Regions from separate parts of the Pan troglodytes genome. Here region 2 is linked to region 1. Evidence: chromatin contacts called from public Hi-C data. All regions are on one chromosome and are shown on one strand. Each heading gives the region's core, a stretch centred on a gene start, on an enhancer-like site or on the middle of the called end of the contact. The rest is flanking DNA. Distances are from core to core; before and after follow the strand shown. Region 1 holds the start of CUX1 (cut like homeobox 1). Region 2 overlaps CUX1 (cut like homeobox 1).

Evidence for each region. A called contact is a pair of places that touch in the nucleus more often than the background predicts.
Region 2: a contact with region 1 is called in a Hi-C map of stem cell-derived neural progenitor cells, with 4 times the contacts expected there. The contact joins the enhancer-like site here to the promoter of CUX1 in region 1. A contact is called at or near these places in 1 of 7 Hi-C or Micro-C datasets (stem cell-derived neural progenitor cells) and 1 of 1 datasets of contacts at active chromatin or transcription factors (stem cell-derived excitatory neurons).

Annotation. Positions count from the first base shown.
Region 1 is chr6:111,361,672-111,368,883 of NHGRI_mPanTro3-v2.0_pri, reverse strand. It overlaps CUX1 (cut like homeobox 1), which reads right to left and starts at 4,692. Exons shown (of 23, transcript XM_054656169.2): 1 at 4,552-4,692. The coding sequence starts at 4,614.
Region 2 is chr6:111,664,630-111,671,877 of NHGRI_mPanTro3-v2.0_pri, reverse strand. The region is part of intron 8 of CUX1 (cut like homeobox 1); the gene reads right to left. Among named protein-coding and RNA genes, the nearest start is that of SH2B2, 170 kb to the left of the region's middle. Within about 2 kb of position 4,622, at least 10 of the 24 cell types and tissues checked have an H3K27ac peak or open chromatin away from gene starts, as enhancers often do. A contact at or near this core is called in stem cell-derived neural progenitor cells, where this site is marked.

The DNA.
Region 1 (7,212 bases), core at 3,443-5,942:
GCGGGGCTTCAGACAAAACAAAAGGACAAGACAGACAAATTTCTGTCTTTGACAATTATAATAAAAGTCACTTTTCATAGAGCAATTACATTTTTTAAAGTTATGTATTCAATAATTTTAAATAGGTCTTAAGTAATTTCTACAATAACTCACGATCCTGGATCCTGTATATTCGAATAATGGTTAGAGTTGCCTTTTACGTACCATTTGTGTTACAATTCGTCAGATATACCTGTCTGTGAAATTTATATGTGACAAATGTGCAAACTATTTGAAATGGAAGCACGGGTAGGAATTTAACCTACCTCTGTAGGATTCTTCGTATGATGAATTTCTCTGCTTACGAAATGTATGAGTTTTCCCCTAACAAACGTGTCCTTCCTTCATTTCACTAAAAACAGACGTTCCTGGGGCATTACAGAGGAGCTGAAACAAATGTGGATTTTCTACTTCTAGTCTTGTTTTCTCTCCTAAGACACAGAAAGTGAGTACAGCCTCAGGAGTGGTTTTGATTGTTTACTGCTACAGGTAGACCCAGAAGGGAATCAGAGAGCACAAACTACTGTTCCTTCACAGCTCCCATATAAACCCTGGTGGGTTTGTCTTAATTGTACAAAAACAGGAGACTTTTTAAATAGCCATTAAAGGTTTTAGGCTCAGCACAGTTCACCAGACTGCATTTTTAAGGTTAGCTCAGTGGATTCAGGAGAGAATCATTCCTGAAGGTATTGGACTATTTGGCCCTTTCAGCTTTCTTAGGTTGGCTAACTACTGACAGAAGATACACGAAGCCGAGGATGTAGTCAAAGGGCTCTCTGTGGTCTCAACTGTACCAGGAGTTGTTGCATTAACTCACCACTTGCACCTTTAAGGAAAAAAAGAGTTTCACATAGGAAAAAACTTAAACCAACTGCCAATGACCCCTTCCCACATCCAACCTCAAAGACACCCATATTAAAAGAACCAAGAAAACAAAAGCAGGAGCAGCAGTGGTGTAATTTCTTGAACTGTTCTTTTATAAAGGGTACTAGATGGGACATTTTAATTAAAATAATATACTTATTATGGCAAACAGTACTGGACAGCCAGTAACATACACACTTCCACAAAAGGGAGAAAAAAGCCATCAGAAAATGGACTTTCAGCAAAACTGAAATTGTTTTTTGATTCTGAAAAAGAAGGCGACTTTTCAAGTTCACTTTTGCAGAGGCTGCTTAAAGGGGAAGGCTGGTCACCATGTGGGAATAATGTCCCAAAGGGAAGGCAGTCATTGGCGGGCCCCATCCCAAAGAGTTCAAAGCTCCACTAACATACAGAGTGCCATGAGCTTTGTCTTAGAAAGTGTCCTCCTTTCAAATATGTATTTAAAAGACAAATTTATACAACAGTGCTTTTCTTATTTAAAAAGAAAAGAAAACCTGGTTTTTACAAGTCTGAGATAGGATAAAAAACTTGTCCAACTAGTCTTAGCAATACCAAAGCACTGAAACTTCCATACCACAAGCCTTTGGGGCTAAAAAGGAAACGGAATAAAACACAATCTTCAGAAACTCTCTTCCTGAGCACACACTCCTGTGCCAAGGCAGCAGCTTCAAGACCCAGGAAGCCGAGGGACAAGAACCCAGTGAGCCAGGGTTGCAGAACTGCGGAACGGCCCAACCTCACCTGGACCTGCTGACGTCTCCAACCTGGATTTCTCTCTGCAAAGACCGATCAGCCTCTTTACCCCCAGGTGGCAACCCAATCTCAGTATAAAGAGGTCTGGAAAAATGAGAAAAATCTGGAACTAATGAATTCTCTCCCAAACTCGTTCTATTGACTCACTGACTATCGGTGGGAATTAACCAGACACCAACTCCAAAGGCCTCCTCACGGCCCAGAGAAAGAACCAGATTGGCCTGAGACTTGAACTTTGACATTCTGTATTCGACTGAAGTTTGCAAACCCATAGGAAATCATCTAAGGCCAAATCGTTAGCAACCACCAAAAGCAAAGGAGTAAAGAGGAATGACGTTCAAATAAGGGACTTTGTTTTGGGGTTTGGTTTTGATTTCTTCTTAATATCCACATAAAGTGCAAGTAAACTGACATGGAAACTTTCGATGGAACCCTGGAGCCCTGATCCCCTGAAGAAGTAGCTAATATGGGGGACAGGAAGGTTTAGAGTTCTTAAAATCTAGTAACTCTAGAAACCAAATCCATTTTCCAGGCAATTTTGCCAGGATGCTTTAAAAAAGACACTTCATTGATATTAAGCTAGGATGTCACATTTAGGAAGACAAGAGAGAAAAATAATAATAATAAGGTTTGTCCTTAAAACTCCACAACGGGTTTTACAGTAAGCACAGGAATTAAATTATGGTAAAAGGGAGCTATTTTTACTAAAACAGGGTAGACCAATTTATCAAAAATGCCATTCGGCTGTGTTCATTACATCCAGGAATCTAATTTACACAATAGACACTTTGGAGTAATCTATTTTAGTCAATAAATACTTAAACTCCTTTAAGTTTTAATCTTATCGGAAATACATATTTCGCATAGTCTTCTTCCTAGTTAAGCGAGAAATTTCAGGAAATTTCATAACGACTATGACTCGGCTTTATCGTTCTTAGTAGGCAAGAGCAGAAAACAAGCATATACAATTAAAGTTGTCAGATTCCATTTAAATATGTTTTAATCCAACCCGCTTCGTTTCATACAAGCCTGCATCTCGAGCTTTGCTCCCAAAGGTATTGCGGTAGGTCACTGTCACCAGTCCTCCAGGTTAGGAAAGTTCAGCCAAGTTTATCTTCACGCACACCTTAGCAGTTGGGAGCAGCTGCAGTTCCCCAGGGGCCCTGAGGAACCCTCCTATCCCCTCCCAGAGCACCAGGCCGCCCTAGAGCATTCTAAGCCGCGGGACCCGGGCACCCCCCGACATCCCCGGTTCCCTTCGCGCCTGCAATCTCGGGACTTCTGGCCCACACGCCGCTCACCTTCAACTTGGCTCCGGCTACGCACAACATCCACCTGGCAGAGTCCCGGGGCTGTCCGGGCGCCGCGGGCGCCGAGCTGGCACGTGCGGGGCGGACCCTAAGGGTGCGCCGCTCCTCCGGACGGGGGGTGGCAGGCAGGCACTCGCCCCTTGGGCACGGCGGCGGCTCGGGCGCGGGCCGGGGAGCCCCGGCACGGTCCCCCCGCGGCGCCGGGGACTCCGCGCGCGGACCACCGCCCGGCACGCCACGGTCCCAACGGGCCCCCGGGGCTCTGCTTTCGAGAACCCGGCCCAAGAAGGCATCTCCGAGCGCACCCGCCGCGCGCTCCATGGCGGGCCCTGCAGAGAGGGCAGAAGCCCCGAGGGGAGGCAAGGAAGGGATCGGGCGCCGCAGGTCACCGGAGGCCGCCGGAGCCCCCAGGCGCGCGGCGATCGCGGCTCGGACCGGCGGCGGGGAGGCAGCGTACACTGCCCGGGCACCCGGGGGAACAGCGTGGGGCCTGCGCTCGGGGAAAGTTGCAGCCTCCTCCTCCCGCGCCCGCACCCGGCGGTCCGGGACACCGGGACCCAGCGACACTGCGCGCGGGGCACCCCCGCGCCCCTCGCCAAGTTTCCCCAAAGAGCCCCCGCGGGGGTCCGCCACGGAGGAACAGGTCCGCGTCACCGACACAGGCACACAAAAGAGAGGGGCGGCCGCGAGGTGCGCGGGTGGCCCCGGGGCGCTCCCCGGGACGTAAACAAACCCGGGGGTCCGCGCCGGGAGCCACACGCGGGGTGCCGGAGCGGCGGCGCGGCCCGGGCCGGTGACAGCCGGAGGCGGCGGCCGGGGCCGGCCGGGGGTAGGGAGCGCGGGCGCCCGCCCGGCCACCCGCCCGCCTGGCCGGAGCCGGGCCGCGCCGCCGCCGCCGCCGGTGGCCGCTCTGACCCTCCCCCGAGCCGGCGGCACCACAGCGCCACCAGCCCCAGCTCCGCCGCGCCGGCGGCAGTGGCGGCGGCTCCTCCTGGAGAGGCAGGCGCTTCACCCCCCGCAGCAACTCCCCACAAACTTTCCCCGGGAATACGGCGGGCCGGGGGCGCGGGGCGAGCGGGCGGGCGGGCGCCACCGCCGGGCCGCGGCCCCCTCCCGGCGCCCGCCGCCGCCCGCCCCCCGCCGCCCGCTCCCCGCTCCCCGCTCGCGCGCGCGCCCCGCGGGCCGCCGGGGCCGCCCCCTCCCCGGTCCCGCGGCGGCAACGGCGGCGGCGGCGCTGGCGGCGGCGGCGGCGCGGGGCCCGGGGGGGCGCCCGGGGTGGGGGCAGACACCGGGGGCAGTGGTGGCGGCGGCGGCTCCCGGCGCCATCTTGGGCTGATCGATGAATTGAACAAAGAGGATCAATTTCCGATCAAGCGAGTGATCAATGGGGGCCGGGGAGCGGGAGGGACTCGGCCCCGACTCGGCCCCGCGGTGCCCGGCACCCCCCTCCTCCCCGCCGCCGCGGGCCCCCCGGCGGCTGGGCCAGCCCGGGGCCCCCGGCGGAGGCCGCGACCGCCCGCAGCCCCCACCCCCGGGCGCGAGGCCGAGCGCGGAGGAGCCTGACCTGCAGCTGCTGTAAATCAAAGCGCTTCCAATATTGAAACATCGATCCCACATTGGCCGCCATCTTGAGACATATTGAGACGGAGTGAGCGGCTGATAGAGAGGGGGCTGGAGTTCAGGAGCCGCCAGGAGGCAGCAGGCGGGCGGCGCCAAAACCCGGCCTGGAGCCGGCCGCCGCCGCCGCCACCGAGGACGCGGACTCCTCCTCACGGCGCCGCCGCAGCCATGGCGAGCCCGAGCCGGAGCCGGAGTCGCAGCCCCAGGGCGCGGCGGCCGCGGCCCGGCCTCGCGCGCGCGGCCCCGGCCCCTACTCCCCCAACCCCCCCACCGCCGCCCTCCCCCTCCCCTCCGCGGGCCGGCCGGCGACCCCCGCCCCTCGGGACAACCCCCCCCAAAGTCCGCGGTCGCGCCGGCCACAGACCCGGCCCCGAGGGGGCGCTGGAGGGCAGCGCCCGGGGTCCCCCGGCACCGCGCACCTGGGGAGGGCTGCGGGGGGGTCTCCCGCAGGGATCGCGATCACCCGCAGTGGCCGAGCGCAGCGCCTTCAAGACTCCGGTTGGGGGGAACGTCGGAGCGCCCCTGTAGTGGTTAGTGTACAGAGCGCGGAGACGCCGCTACCACCTGCCCGGGACCCCCCACACCCGACCCCTGCGTGGCCCAGACCCCCCGCAGCAGCGTGCGTGGGAGGCGCCCCGACGGTGGACGGCAACACTCTGATCCCTCTGCGCCCAGCGAGGACGGGGACACCGACACGACCAGAACAGCGTGGGATGTTTGGAGGAGTGGAGTTGAGGGGGAAACAGCCCTGACCCTCTCAGGGGGCCGCGCGCGTGGATGCCCCCCACCCGGACAGCGGCGGTGCCAGCGTCGCACCCGAACCCACCCCAACGGCGGTAGCGCTGGGGGTCCCGGCAGCCCCCATTCGCCCAAGCCGTTCCAGTTTAGGCCACGACAGGAAAAGTCTGGGAGCCCAGTTCTGTGTCCCCCCGCGCCGCTTCAGCGGAACAGCCCAAGAAACTTCCTGTGGTTCAGACACCTTGGTTTGTTGCAACTTTGGGCGCAGAAAGTTGGAAAGTGTGGGTGCACTCACTGAAAACGGAAAGCGCGGTCCCAAGTTTACAGAAATGCTAAAATGCAAACCAAAAAATAAATTCTCTTTTGATTTCTCTCCTCGCGGAAAGCTGGCGAAAGCACACGTTTTATGATCGTCATCTTTCATTGATTATACACACGTGTGACTTGGAGTTTCCAGTAGGAATACTGTTCTTTGACTCTCCCGTACTTCACTGAACGAGTAATTAGTTAAAACAAGTCCCCAAATTCCTTAATCTCAAAATGCATACGTAAATAAAATCTGTATAGGATACAAAATAAAACGCGCAAGTGGAAAACAATTGCTTTTCAAGTGAGTTCGAGGGTTGGCGCAGTGAATTCGGCATTTTTGGAAGAAGAGGCTGGAAATGAAAGTCCCAAGATTTAGAGAACACGCGTGTCCCCAGGTCTTGCGCTGCTGGCCAGGGGCCTCAGTTTCCCCAAGGGGAGGCCCCTGATGTCGGGAACGGGGTTCACTGCCTCCCCAACGCAACCTTGACTCGCCGGTGGGTGGGAGCGCGCTGGCGTCGGGGGGCACGTTGCGAGCCTCCATCCTAGATGCGGTGACGCCGCGCAGAGCAGGGCACTGTGGATCTCGGGTGGCCAAGGGCTGCCTCCGTGTGGGGCGCCCCGGCCCGCGCGCTCAGTCGGCCGGCCGCCGCGCTGTAGCTCCGACCGCGCCGCCCGGTAGAGGGCAGCGGCGCCCCGACACTCGGGTCCTCGGGTCCCCGCGCACGTGCCCACCGGCGCGCCCAGGCCCCCGCGCCTGGCCACGCCCTGTCCTGGAGTCAGGCTTCTGGCGGGAAGCGGCATTGCCACCGAGGGACACTCCTGTCCCGGGGAAATGCGACTTCTAAGGATGCCTGCACACTCGGGGAGGCGGCGGGGGTAGGGGGGGTGCTTCCGCCTTCCCCTCGCATGTCTATTTCTGCGGTGGCAGGCAGGCGAGACCTAGGAATTGCGCTAAAGGTGGCTAGACAAATAAAATATGCAGGGGCTTAAAAAAAAAAAAAAAGAAATCCCTCCCATGGGGAAGGCTCAAGGAAGGATCAGGGAAATGGTTTGGATTTGATGCAGATGTTCTCAATCTAATTATCGTGTAGATCCCCTGGGTTTAAATCAAAAAAGTGAAATATATATGACCTGTGTAATACTCCCGAAATACATCTGGTTGGAATTCAGTATTCTGAATCCATGGCAATATTTTAGAAATAAATCTGATGACTATTAAATACCGTTGTTACATTTCTGGTTATATTTATATTATTTACATGCTAACCTGACTTAGTACAGACACACTATATTGGATGGCCCAGAGGTTACCTCTATTTAAATACAGTTGAGTTCTCCCACCAAAGTTTTGGGTTACATAAACCTTGTTGCTCTCTGCAGGGGGTGGTGGGAAGGGAGGAGTTTAGAATAACTTTCACCAGCACCATAAAACGTTACTTTGTAAAAAGAAATTCATTCAAAATAAACCACTGATCAAAAGTTATCTGCGTTGAGTGAAACAGCAGAGACCTAAAAAAAACTTTTTAAAGTGCACTTAATTTTCTTGAGCAAGTATAGA
Region 2 (7,248 bases), core at 3,373-5,872, 300 kb before region 1:
ACAGTCTGTGAATAATGATTTTCTCTACCCTCTCAAAGGATGCTGGATGAATATGATTGCTTTATTGGCCAGGCGCGGTGGCTCATGCCTGTAATCCCATACTTTGGGAGGCCGAGATGAGTGGATCACTTGAGCTCAGGAGTTCGAGACCCACCTAGGTAACATGGTGAAACCCCCCATCTCTACTAAAAATACAAAAATTAGCCAGGTGTGGTGGTACACACCTGTGATACCAGCTACTTGGGTGGCTGAGGTGGGAAAATCGTTTGAAACCGGGAGGTAGAAGTTGTAGTGAGCCAAGATCGCATCACTGTACTCTAGCCTGGGTGACAGAGTGAGACCCTGTCTCAAAATCAATAAATAAAAAAAAGCAGTAGGACTGGTTGAGAGACTATATTATTATTATTATTTTTTTTTTTTTTTTTTGAGACGGAGTCTCACTCTGCCACCCAGGCTGGAGTGCAGTGGCACAATCTCGGCTCACTGCAAGCTCTGCCTCCCGGGTTCACGCCATTCTCCTGCCTCAGCCTCCCGAGTAGCTGGGAGTATAGGCACCCGCCACCACGCCCGGCTCATTTTTTATATTTTTAGTAGAGATGGGTTTTCACTGTGTTAGCCAGGATGGTCTTAATCTCCTGACCTCATGATTCGCCCGCCTCAGCCTCCCAAAGTGCTGGGATTACAGGCATGAGCCACTGCGCCCAGCCGATAAAAATTTTTTAAAAACTGATTGCATGTTTATATTCACGAACATGTTTATATACATGGCCACATGCACAGTGCCTCTCTTTTTTTATTTTTTATTTTTGAGACAGAGTCTAACTCTATTGCCCAGGCTGGAGTGCAGTGGCGCGATCTCGGCTCACTGCAACCTCTGCCTCCTAAATTCAAGCAATTATCCTACCTTAGCCTCCCGTGTAGCTGGGATTACAGGCATGCGCCACCACACCCAGCTAATTTTTGTATTTTTAGTAGAGACGGGGTTTCACCATGTTGGCTGGTCTGGTCTTGAACTTCTGACCTCAGGTGATCCACCCATCTCGGCCTCCCAGAGTTCTGGGATTACAGGTATGAGCCACCGTGCCCGGCTGCCTCTCTATTTATGTGTACGTGTTTTTGCGTACAGAGTGTGTGAGCCTGTGTGTGTGCATGTGACGTCTGTAAGCCCCCTCCCACCCTGTCCTTACTCTATCGTTCCAGCACCTGACACCACACCTACCACGGTAAATCAGCCCTTCCCTAAACATCAATGAAGGAGAGGAGTAAAGTTTGGCAATTCTCACTGATGCTTTGCAATAGACATGTCTATTACATGTCAATTACATTCCCTAGCCATGTCTGGGGTCCACAGAACTGGCAAAGAATCGTCAGCGCTCGGAGGAATTTCTACCTGGACTTGGAACTATGAAGCCACCCCCTTGTTTTTGTCTAGCCCCCAACCTGGGGAGACACCAGGTCATGGTTGTACTCTTCAGAGGGGGCCAAGACAGCTGGTGTTACTACAAAAGACAAGGAAAATCCTTCAGGGCTCACCCAGGCATCAATTTTTAGGTGTGGAGCAAAATACTTGTACAGAGATGAAAAATCCCAAGAATTCTACAAAATCCACAAGCCCTTTTGGAGATAAGACACAGGAAGAAAAAAAAAAAGGCCATCGGTTTTTCCCTGCAAGTCTGATTTAGTGCTCTCTAAGGTTTAAAGGACAGGAGGTTCTTTATTCAAGTCCATACTCTGAAAACCATAAAAGTGGCTGCTTCTCTATTTTTAGGGAAATTAATCCAACCAGGGTAATTACAGCAACTCGTACTGGAAACTGATGACTCATCAAAAAGACAGGAAATAGAAAATTTTACATTCTTAAAGGTACAGCAGACAGACTCTGTTTTCAGGATGCTTAAGTTGTCCCTTTCAAATTCAATCAGGGGATGCAATATTTGTCTAAATATGATGGTCAAGACAGCTGGGTGATTCTCAGGTTTACTCAACCGGGCTCTACCTGGCCCCAGTTCTGTGAGTCTTTCATGAGGAATTATTGTTCAAAAAGGGAAAAATCGATCTGCTATGGTAAATACAACGGGGGCTTGTGAGGCTGGGAAAGGCTGAACCCCCCGGGAACGCCTGCCTTCACCTGACTAGCCCTCACCTTTGCTGCTTGATTACAAAGCTGGCACCAGAAAGGGGCTTTGAAGACCGCCGTGGTCTCAAGCAAAAAGCACTGGAATTTGAGCCTAAAGGACCAGGTCCAGGGCCTGACTCTGCGTGTTCCTGGGACTGCTTCCTCATCCATGCAGTGAGCACAATAAAAGCTGCCCCAATGACTTCAGGAAAGGGCAAACAAGATAACACTCAGGAAATCATTGTGAAATAGTCCAGAACAGTATGTAAACAAAGTATCCATCCCAGCTGCTCACACCTGTCATCCCAGCACTTCAGGAGGCCAAGGCGGGCAGATCACTTGAGTCTGGGAGTTCGAGACCAGCCTGGCCAACATGGTGAAACCTCGTCTCTACTAAAAATACAAAAATTAGCTGGGTGTGGTGGCAGATGCCTGCAATTCCAGTTACTTGGGAGACTGAGGCAGGAGAATCGCTTGAACCCGGGAGGCGGAGGATGCCGTGAGCCAAGATCGTGCCACTGCACTCCAGCCTGGGCAATAGAGCGAGACTCAGTCTCAAAAAACAAAAAAAAAAAAACCCAAAAAACAAAAATTAGCCAGGCATGGTGGCACAAGCCTGTAATCCCAGCTCCTCCAGCAGCTGAGGCAGAAGAATCACTTGAACCCGGGAGGTGGAGGTTGCAGTGAGCCATGATCGCACCACTGCACTCCAGCCTGAATAACTAAGAGAGACCCTGTCTCAAAAAAATAAAAAATAAAATAAAGTATCCATCCCACCCACATTTGCCATGCAGACTTGTGTCTTGAACTGCTGGTATCCTCCTCCCCTCCTTTTAAAAATTATTATTATTATTATTTTTAGAGATGGGCTCTCGTTTTGTCACCCAGGCTGGAGTACAGTGATGCAATCATAGCTTACTACACGCTGGAACTTCCAGGCTCAAGCGAACCTTCCAACTCAGCCTCCCAAGTAAATGGAACTAAAGGCACAACACCATGCCCAGCTAAATTTTGTATTTTTTGGTAGAGGTGGGGTCTCACTATGTTGCCCAGGCTGGTCTCGAACTCTTGGGCTCAAGTGATCCTCCCACCTCAGTCTCCCAGAGTGCTGGGATGACAGGCGTGAGCCACCATGCCCAGCCTCCTCCCCTTTTCAAATTCTGTCTTATGTCCTCCTTTGGGATCTGGAGTTCTCTATCCCTCCAAAGAAGCGTAGAGGTTCCCCAATGCTGAGTTAGCTACGGGAAAGTTTTCTGCTGTTTCAGAGCACGTTGTATTTTGTGATAAAGTACTGGTTATATACATGTTATAAAGAAAATACTCTAAAATTAACCTAAGTGAAGTTCCTCGTAAATGTCTCTTTTGTAACCATACTATGTAAGTATGTGTATACACAATGTCGTTCTTTGAAAAAAGCATATAGGCTAGGAATACAACATGAGTAACCTTAAGAAATACGAATTTTACTGGCAGGAAAGGTTTGGGAGATGCAAATTCTCCTAAGACTAACATTAGCTATAAAAAATGTAGTATTTCAGTGTGATTCAATATTTTCTTTCATCGAGGCTCAGTGCCTCGGCCCACGAGTGGGGAGGAATGCAAGAAGCTGACTGTGTGTATTGCAGCTGGAACTCCTTTTCCAATCCAGATTCTTGGGGACAGGGCATAGGATCGTGGACTTCAGCAAAAATGGGAATTCCTGCATTTTTGCCCAGAACACTAGCCGCTTGGCTGGGAGGGCGACATTCCTGCTGGAGGGTGCAGTAGCAACCCAAACCCAAGATCAAGTAAGTGAACAGCTGCAGGAGACGGATGCAGGAACTTGGGGCAGTGAGGGATGCCCAGGCCTCTCTCTGGGCTGCCTACTGCTGCGTGATTCCAGGGATCTGCCACCTCCACAGCCATCCATCCCAAGGAATTGTTTAGATGTTAAAATCCACAGCACGTTCCTTTGCTAGAGTCTCCAAGGTTAAGGCTATTAGGGTGGTAAATCTCCATTTGCTAAGAGAAGCGGGAAGATCCGTACACAGGGTGACCATCTGAGAAGGAGCTATGTTTTTAACTAAAGAAAAAAGAATGTCAGGCGTAGTGGCTCATGCCTGTAGTCCCAGCACTTTGAGAGGCTAAGACGGGAGGATCACCTGAGGCCAGGAGTTTGAGACCACTCTGGGCAACACAGTGAGACCCTGACTCTAAAAAAATTTCAAAAAAGAAAAAAAGGGCAGAAATAATTCATTTATTTAACCCAGAAATGGTTATAATCGGAAACCTTGCAATCCTTTTACACAACAACTGTTTTGGCAAAGCCCCCATGTTCCAACAAATATTAAACTGTGCTTGCCATTTGTCTAAGGAATCTTGCATTAATAAACATGAAGAAGAACACTTTTACCTCCCACTCTCAACGACAGGACAAAACAAAGACCAGCTGTATTCATCAATGGGCCCTTGTTCTGCACATAAAGGCTAATTACATTTTGCTTCAAGCCTACACATGGAAAACTTTACTGCCGTTGTCTCTGCCACAGTCAGCCCGTGCTGTCCCAGCTGACGCATGGCGATGACTGCTCACGATAAACCGGGGTCTCGGAGCAGCCTCAGTGCCACAGACCTGCGGGCTTCTCTCCAAAACAGGGGAGAGGGATGGGTACCCTGTGACACCTCCCCACGACAGACAGACAATGTGAGCCCAGTCCGTCGTGGTGATGCGGTGAAAGTCAATTTCCTCCAAGGCCGTTAATTTCAGAAACGCATACCACGCCCTGCTCTGAGCTTGCTGGGAATAGCTTCTATCTCTCGACAGCTTAGCCTCAGACTCTCACCATGCCAGGTGCTGTACACACACATCCCATTCCTGCCTCTTCAAAACCACCTAGCATGCCGGGTGCAGTGGCTCACGCCTGTAATCCCAGCACTTTGGGAGGCTGAGGTGGGCGAATCACGAGGTCAGGAGATCAAGACCATCCTGGCTAACATGGTGAAACCCCGTCTCTACTAAAAATACAAAAATTAGCTGGATGTGGTGGCGCACGCCTGTAAACCCAGTTACTTGGTAGGCTGAGGCAGGAGAATCGCTTGAACCCAGGAGGTGGAGGTTGTAGTGAGCCAAGATCGTGCCACTGCACTCCAGCCTAGACGACAGAGCAAGATTCCATCTCAAAACAAAACAACAACAACAACAACAACAACAAAAACCACCCAGTGACTTGACTTCCGGTATGCCCATTGTACAGGTCAGAAAGGGAGGTGGACAGCTCATAGCTCATTCAGGGTCACGCAGAGAGCTGGTAGTGGACCCTAGTGAATCACTCCCAAGTCAGTCTTTCTCCAAAACCCATCTTCCTTCATGCCTCTCCAATTCCCGTCAACAAATATTTAAGAATCCCTTTTTTTTTTTTTTTTTTAGACAGGGTCTTGCTCTGTCACCCAGGTCACAGTGCAGTGGTATAATTAGGCTCACTGCAGCCTCGACCTCCTGGGCTCAAGCGATCCTCCCACTTCAGACTCATAAGTAGCCAGGACTACAGTTAGGAGCTACCATGCCAAGATAATTTTTGTATTTTTTGTAGAGACAGGCTTTTGCCATGTTGCCCAGGCTGGTCTTGAACTCCTGGGCTCAAGTGAGCCGCCCGCCTCAGGCTCCCAAAGTGCTGGGATTACAGGTGTGAGCCACCGCGCCTGGCCCTAAGAATCCCTCCTTCAGAAGAGGGAAAATAAATTGTTTTTGAAATGCTGTAAGACCATATGTGAAAAGATTTGCCCCAAGGGGCTTATATTCACAAACATGAATGAAAACGTGTCTGGTCTAATAAAATACATGTAGGTTGGACTTGAAGCAGATGGAATAGTGACAAATCTGTCCTGGAAAATAAAAGGGGAGGGAAAGGCAGTGGGGGAGGTCTCAGAATGAGCCCATGGCCTCCAAAGTTAAAAGAAAGTAGCCAAGATCCAATTTTCTCAGGCCATTCTCTGCATTTTTGGGGGATGACTTACTCTGGGAACTATTACATTACGTGGTTGGTCCTAGGCTGCCTTTGTCAGTGTCCAGACCGTTTCTGATGTGGGAAATGCTCCACCAGGCTGCCCCATCCTACCCCACAGGCAAATCGTTCGGAACCTCTGGCAGGTCCTCCCCAAGACAGGCTTCGCCAGGCTTGTATCTTCACAAACCTCTGCAAAACCTGACTTGACTCATCTTCCAATCCCGAATCCCATACCACCCTCTTTAGGAAGGCTTCCTCGACAATTCTTTCCCTGCGCTCCCCTGATGCCAGGGATGTACTATGCCCTTCCCCAGCTCCCCTGGCTGGTGGGAGGAGAAAGGGGATCAGTTAAGGGCTCCCTGGCGCTGCCCTGGGTCCCTCTTCCCTCCCCAAGGCCACGGCTCCCCTCGAGGGGGCCCTCACCTTCAGGCTCTAGCTACCTTTCCCCCCTGTGGCTCATTCAAACCCAGGCGTGGAAGCCCTGCCAGTACTATGAGCCTAGGAACTGCACCTCTGCAAATAGGCCCAATATTGACCTTTTTTTTTTTGCGATGGAGTCTGGCTCTGTAGCCCAGGCTCGGGTGCAGTGGTGCTATCTCGGCTCATTGCAATCTCTGCCTCCCGAGTTCAAGCGATTCTCCCGCCTCAGCCACCTCAGTAGCTGGGGTTACAGGCGCACGCCACCATGCCCAGCTGATTTTTATATTTTTAGTAGAGATGGGGTTTTGCCATGTTGGCCAGGCTGGTCTCGAACACCTGACCTCAGGTGATCCACCTGCCTTGGCCTCCCAAAGTGCTGGGATTACAGGCGTGAGTCACTGCACCCTGCCAAACTTTCTTCTGACTATCCCAATGGGAGTGCCCTGCCTGCCACCTGCAGGCTCCCTGTCTGACCTGCTGACCGTCAGCGCCCTGTCCCCTTGATTGCAGCACTGGGGCATGCTGGATTGCAATGGCCTGTCTCCCCATGGAGCCGTAACAGTCTCAGAATTTGCACAGGGCGAGGCACAGAGGAAGCCTCTGTGAATGTCTGTTGAATCAATGAATGAATCTATTATCTCTGAGCCATGCCTATCATCTAACCGAGTGAGTCTCTCTCCCTTCGTGCACACCACACCCCTCGGCCTGGCACCACTGGGGAGACAAGAA